2 separate regions of the Sus scrofa genome follow, and region 2 is linked to region 1. The links are chromatin contacts, called in public Hi-C maps. All regions are on one chromosome and are shown on one strand. The core of a region is the stretch at or near the end of the contact, and the rest is flanking DNA. Distances in the headings are between cores, read along the strand shown. Region 1 overlaps PPFIBP1 (liprin-beta-1). Region 2 overlaps STK38L (serine/threonine-protein kinase 38-like).

Region 1 (3,705 bases), core at 262-2,761:
AGTTTTGTGGGCCTGTGGTTGGGCAAAAAACTAGTATTTTCCCCTGAATGCCACTAATTCTGGGTGGGAACAGAGGGAATGACCTGGGAGGCCCTTCCATTCCTGCTTTCTCCTCCCAAAGTCCCAAACCCAGGGCTGAAAATGCCTGTCTTTTAGTGGGAGACAACAGGGACAGCTTTTCTTCCCCACCAACCAAAGCTTATAGACCCAGCTCACAATGCCCTCCTCTGGCAGCACTGACTAGCCAGGCTCATCAGCAATTGATCACTTTCCATCCATTCTGAATTCATTAACTTCTTGTGAGTTTGTCTGTTCACCTTCTATTAGGCTCAGCTTCCAGTCAGAGCCTCTCAATGGGTATCATCTTGGAACCTCCCAACATCTGGCCCAATGCTCTATCCTCACTAGTGCTCACTTTCTCCTCCTCCCTCTGCCCTCTTTTTATCAGATTTGGGTATATTTATGGATGGTACAAATGCCAAGGGAAGTGCAGATATTGTTCTTAGCTCTCTTATAGATGCAAGGGATTAAGGTGACACATTGGAAAGGCTCACAGAGCCCAGACAACATCAAAATGTCATTTTGAAATAGAGTGGTATATGTGATATGTTTGTGTGTGTGTGTCTTTTTTAGGGCACCATCCATGGCATACAGAAATTCCCAGGCTAGAGGGTGGATTGGAGCTGCAGCTGCCACCCTACACCACAGCCACAGCATCGTGGGATCTGAGAGGAATTTGCAATCTACACCACAGCCCAGGCAATGCCAGATCCTTAACCCACTGAGAGAGGCCAGGGATCAAACCCATGTCCTCATGGATACTAGGTGGGTTCATTACTGCTGAGCCACAATAGGAACACCCTGTGATGTGTCTCTTGGTATCTCATTTAAATATTTTATAATCATACAATGTGTAATCCCAATAGAATTTGCCAATTCCTCATTCAAATACAACAGAATTATAAAAGCCAGTGGAGTCCAAAAACTGAAAAAGCAGTAACAACCTCAGACTTAGAACCAGAGGAAATATATACTGTACATCCTTACTGCCCAGAACACAGCTGATGCGACAGCTAATTATTTTTCCAGAATTAACTGCCTTTTGAGGGGGGGGCACACCCACAGCACGTGGAAGTTCTTGGGCCAGGGATCAAACCTGTGCCACAGGAACAACCCAAGCCACTACAGTGACAACACCAGATCCTTAATCTACTTCTGCATAAAGAGAACGTCTAGAATTAACTGCTCTTATTAGTCTACCTTTCCAATTAATGCAGTGTCTAGTATAAATTCTAGGAATAACAAAAGTTATTTGGGAAGGAAACAAACATAAAGAGGTTTAACAAAAAAGAAAACTGCAGGATGCTTCTTCTAAAAGCATAGGTGCACTGGATCTACTTCCCATGAGGCCACAAGAGAATCTGAAACTAATTTAGTAAGCATGCACTGTGTATTTAAAGTGGATACATTTTTTTTAACATCAGTTGCTTCATCACATACTTGCACAATTACCACAGCAGACCTATTCATGTTGTAAACTGAAGTGTCCAGAATTAAATTACAAGTATTAGGGGAGTCTGATGCAGTGACCAGGATGACTTCCATCCCTGGAGACTACCAGGAAAATGAAATTTATGTTAACTTCTTGAGGACTGTTTTTTTAGAAAAGAGCCAGGATATGTGATTTGTGTTCTCAGTCTAAGAAAGTGCAGAGACTGTCCCTATACAAATTAAAGTTCCTCATTTTATGAACATTAGCAGGCACCTACTTTTAAAACTATGCAAGCAGGGCTTTATAAATGGACACATTTCATTGGTAGGAATAAAAAAAGCTTTCTGCTCAGTGAGGACAAAAAGCAAAAAATCCTTTCTTCTGACTGAAGGAAATGACAGAACAAAAGCAAAGTTCTAGAAGTGTTTCATGAAGCCAGTGCATATGATATGGAGACAGGTTAGTTCCAAAACCAGTTCAACGAAATTATCCTTTAAAAAAATACTAAAAATTGAGCATAATGAACATACTGAAGTTTCTCAACACTATATTGATATTTACAAGCACTCACAACACTCGAATAGTTTATTTTTATTTATTTAATTTGTGTGTGTGTGTGTGTGTGTGTCTTTTGGGGCTGCACTCTCAGCATATGAAGGTTCCCAGGCTAGGGGTTGAATCAGAGCTTTAGCTGCCAGCCTACACCACAGCCACAGCAACTCAGGATCTGAGCCGTGTCTGCAAGATACACCACAGTTCATGGCAACGCTGGATCCTTAACCCACTGAGTGAGGCCAGGGATCGAACCTGTGTCCTCATGGATGCTAGTTAGATTCGTTTCCACTGAGCCACGATGGGAACTCCTGTTTATTTATTTAATTTTTATGGCTCTACCTGTTGCATATGGAAGTTCTGGGGCCAAAGACTGAATCCAAGCCACAGCTGTGGCAATGCTGGATCCTTTAACCCCCTTCACTGGGTCAGGAATCAAACTCATGCCTTCCGCAGTGACCCAAGCTATTGCACTCAGATTCTTAACCTACTGTACCATAGCAGGAACTCCCCAGAATGGTTTATTTTTAAACACTAAAATCACTATAGGAGCATAAAGCAAAATAGCCACCATTCTTGCTACATACTTTCAAAGCATTGTGTTGACTCATTCAAGTAGGTAAAGATCTATTCACATTTATTTGTTTATTTGTTTATTTGTTTATTTGTTTCTGCTCATTTTGTTACTTTTGCCTTGAAAATATCAGAGGTTAATTCCATTAGGCAAATACCCTACTGCCTCTATCCCTCCTTCATCTCCTGTGCTGTATCTTACAGATTGCCCCAAACCTCCCCCAAACCAGTGTCTTCTCTCACATGCTAATTCTGTTCCTTCTGGATGGACTGTATTCCTGCCCTTTCCTCCTTGTACCTCATTCCTTAAAGTCCATCTCAATTGGAGCTTGACCTGGAAGGTCTTCCTTGAGTGGCCTATTCACTTACATGCCAGTCACAGCATCCAGAGGACCCTTCACTGCAGCAGGCATCACACTGAATGGACCAGCCCAGACTTGGCTACAGACATGTCCTTCTCTTCCAATAGAGGCTGCATTCTTTGTGACTTTGCATTTTTCATAGATTCATTCCTCTTTCCATCTGACACACAATGGGTGCTAAATGGTTGCTGAATGAAGGAACAAGATGGGTGTTCAAGAAACATCAGAGGGGCATTCCCGTCATGGCTTAGTGGTTAACAAACCCAACTAGTATCCATGAGGGCGGGGGGTTTGATCCCTGGCCTCGCTCAGTGGGTTAAGGATTCGGTGTTGCCGTGAGCTGGGGTGTAGGTCACAGATGAGGCTTGGATCCCATGTTGCTGTGGCTCTGGCATAGGCTGGTGGCTACGGCTCCGATTCCACCCCTAGCCTGGGAAACTTCACATGCCGAAGGTGCAGCCCTAAAAAGACAAAAAAAAAAAAAAAAGATAAAGAAGTATCAGAGGGATAAAAGAGGAATGAATGTTGGCTTTTATCCTGGCCTTCTTCTTTCTCAGTGAGATTTTTATTCATATTTCCCTCTACCCCATGGTACACACTCCATGGTCAACCTCTACACTAGCTCCCTTCCCCTCAAGCCTGCACTCCCTCTTCCTACCACACTTATGAAGTGATCTCAGAGCCTTTTTAAGGGACAATCACTGAGGTCCTCTGTATAAACCCCCT
Region 2 (3,625 bases), core at 526-3,025, 410 kb after region 1:
GATGGAGTAATTGTCTAAAGGTTTTCTACAATAAAACACAAAAAATAAATGTACTTTAAAATATTTTAAGATTTACAAATTTATACAAAGATATACACATGTTTAAAAAACAGAAAAAGTATGCTATTATAGAAATAAATGGAACCTTATCTTAAGCCTTAGCAACCAAAGAAAGTTTTAAATATTTCACACTTGTTATTTTCCATTCAACGAATAGCTTATTAAATCAGGTATATATTCCGTTCAGAAAAGGTTGATTTATAAGAAATTCCCTATTTCAGATAGCACTACACTTCAATAACTATAAAGATTTAAAGCCATGTTAATGAGAAAAGCATAAAAGAAAAATAACATAACTTGCTTTAATACAAAGGGTTTTGTTTAATAAAAAAATCAAAGTCTACATTAAATCAGGAAATCAATAAATCTGAATTACACAAGATTTCTATATACTTAGAAAAACCAAAAACACACACAGTTTATAACAAAACTCTTTAATTCAAAATAGAGTCTAATTTAAAGAAAACGTCATTACGCTCGGTTGATTAGATAGGGTTTTGTCATTTAAATTAAATGGTTCACCTGAAATATGGGAAGTATATAATAGAGAAAATTCAATCTCAAGGGTACTTTGCAAATTATCTAGCTAATTTGCATCATGAATCAAATTCTTAGCTTCCAAAGGGCAGACACAGTCTTTAATTGCTTTTAGATAGGCACTTAAGAAATGCTTTTGATGAGGAGGAAACCCCAAAGATTATGAATCACTCTATTAACTCTAGGGAAAAATGAGTCTCTAAACAAAGTAAACTTTCCATAACTGCCCTTCCATTGCCAAGAAATCATAACTATTCCCAAGTTCTCCGTAGTAATAAGGAAGAAGATGGAAACTGAAATGCTCCACTCTTATTCAATTAAAAGGTAAACTTAGGTGATTCAGCTCCTTTACATCAATCTCTCTAACTTGAATTAATGAAAAAGTGTTTACACTAGAATAGTTACCAAATTAGAACCAGAGAATATTATAATTTCCTCTTACCCATTCACTATCACACTAACAAAACAGTCTTTAAAAAAGGGGGTGGGGTGGGGAGGATGAGAAAATCTCATAAAACAGAGCAGAAGTTAAAAAGATTGTTTTAAAATTAGAGGCAGTTATAATCAGAAAAACCAGAATTAGCCAAATTGAGAAACCCTGGAATTTTAATAGTTCTCTCTCCTTACTCAGTCACATGATCCAAACCAAAAAAAAGGAGATGAAGTCTTAAATGAACACATAATAAGTATCAAACAAATACAAGGGAGGGAGGGAGGGAGGCAGAGGAAAAGGAAGGAAAGGGAACGAAGGGGAGAACAGGGCCGGAAGAAAACCCAGGACGACCTTATTGAAACACTGTGGAGCTCTCTAGCAAAAGCAGCAACATCTATAAAACCTTTTGCAGATTTGCATAATGATCCTATGCAATTCTCCATTAAGGACATCCTACAAATAAATTACTTTAGATTCTCATGGCAGATCATTTGTAATGGTTATGCTGTTGTACCTTCGAGTCAACCAATGAGCAGTTAAGACAAACTTAAGACATTCTTTAGATACTCCTTCACTAGTACTGATGAAACCAAAACCTCAGAGAGTTGTTTTAAAATTAAGATGTCAAGCTAGCAAAGACTATTTAACTCTTAGGAAACTACTCAAAGGATTTGATGCGGACATCATCTCCCCCACCCTCGAATCACAGCCTCCCTGGCCTGCTTTTACTTCCTTAATTCCATTTGCATTAACCACAGTGATGCAGCTAAACATGAACAGTGCTGCCCTTGAATGAGCTGACCTCTCTGGAAGATCTGAAGGCAGCATTTCCGCAGGACAGTAAACTTCTCCTCAGCTGTGGACATCCACTCTGTTCAGGATCTTTGGTACATTTGGAGTATAAGAAAATAATGGCACAATAATACAAGAACTATCAAAGGAAACAGTTTCGTCAAAAGAAATAAAAGGTAACCAGCCATGATATGTTACAGCTTTCTAGAAAACCAAAGTACATAGCTCTTTGTTTTCTACAAGTCCATTTACATGATCAGAAGTTTGACATTTAAAAAAATAGTTTAATAAAAATACACTAGGTCTACAAGCAGCCTTCATGGTCATTTCTTAAATTCAACTCACCATAATCAAATGAAAATAATGCCATGTCCTCTGGTTAAAAAAAGAAGTCCTCTTGTCACAAGAAAAGCAATTTACATTTTATATCATACAGTACATCTCCCTATGAGTATACAGACTACGTATATAAAGGTCATCAGTATTTCTGAATGCAAAGTAAAGCATATTAGTGGAGTGCTTGAGTGAAGGTGTCAAACTTCCTCCTTGGTAGAAACTTGTCACTCCCTACTGTGGAGTTGGTGTAATAACACGATGATAAACTCTATATTTAAATAACCAGTGTATTTCCTTTTTAAAATTTCTTAAAACCATTACAGAAATTGTCTTTAAATATATTCTGTAGATGTTCAAACCAATAGGGCAAGTGTTCTAATACCAACTATGGAAGATGGCTTTTATTGATTCTCTAGACCCATAAGACTTGGAGTAAAACAGCAATACTGCAGTGTTACCTACAGATTAGCCTATGTTGCTTGAAATGATATGTGTTTCTCCTGAATTGATTAGAGGTGTTACAGTACAAAGCTACAGCACACACAGGCAGAATGGACCTTAATACGCATGTAGGCAGTGCAGTTAGAAAGGGATGTATGTTTCTTTTTATTCCAGTACCTTCATATAATAAAGTTAACAAAAAATAATAAAATATTAAAAAAAAAAAAAAAAAAAGCCAGCTGGCACTGCCAACCAATTCCTGTAGTAGTCTTAGAAATCCTAATCCTGTAGAATTTCCTCCTGTAGTCAGAAGCACCACCGTCTTCGGGAGTATTTCAGTGTATTGTTTATCTACGCCAAGCAAGCCTGGTGATGCAGCTACCTGAGTTCTCCTGGTTGTGAGCGAATGTGATCTTCATTCATAACTTCCCAGCTTTCATGTAGGTGGGGATAGAGCCACGCTGAGTCAACCCTTCAAACCTTTTATAGGTATAATTGAGAAAAACCCAGTCTTTGGATTTATAGTCCGGTTCCGTGCTGTTTGGCACTAGAAAGATGGAAAAATTAACCAAAAGTAAATGAATTTCACTAGTGAAAGATGCCCTCATAGACTTTTAATAGTGTTAATTGTGTTATAGATTGTCTTACCTGGTTGTAAAATATCAGATTCAGGGAAGTCATCAAAATTTGATGTATCATCAATGCTTTTGATTTCTATAGGGATTGCTGCTGGTCTTTCCCTATAAAAAGATATAAAATAACCATGGTAAATTTTTTTGAACTCAGTTTCCCAAAACATAGTTCTACTTGCAAATTCTGCACACTGTTATGTAGACATTGGAAGAGCCAGGAAAATTTATTATGGATTTGGAAATACCTGTTAGTTAAGTGGATTTTATAATTGAGTATAATTTTTTATTAAAATATTATTTACTTTGAATTTTTATTTCTTTGTACTAAGACTTCTCATGCTATTTTTTCAAGTGGAAAAACAAAAGTTAATGACAGGGAAGGTAGACCAAAAGA

The links. Hi-C and Micro-C count contacts between places; a contact is called where the count stands out from the background.
Region 2: a contact with region 1 is called in a Hi-C map of embryonic fibroblasts, with 3 times the contacts expected there. A contact is called at or near these places in 15 of 47 Hi-C or Micro-C datasets (brain, embryonic fibroblasts, epiblast stem cells and 8 more).

Annotation. Positions count from the first base shown.
Region 1 is chr5:46,082,425-46,086,129 of Sscrofa11.1, forward strand. The region is part of intron 4 of PPFIBP1 (liprin-beta-1); the gene reads right to left. Among named protein-coding and RNA genes, the nearest start is that of REP15, 53 kb to the left of the region's middle.
Region 2 is chr5:46,490,931-46,494,555 of Sscrofa11.1, forward strand. It overlaps STK38L (serine/threonine-protein kinase 38-like), which reads right to left. Exons shown (of 15, transcript XM_021092164.1): 14 at 3,248-3,339; 15 at 51-3,146. The coding sequence ends at 3,019. Among named protein-coding and RNA genes, the nearest start is that of ARNTL2, 10 kb to the left of the region's middle.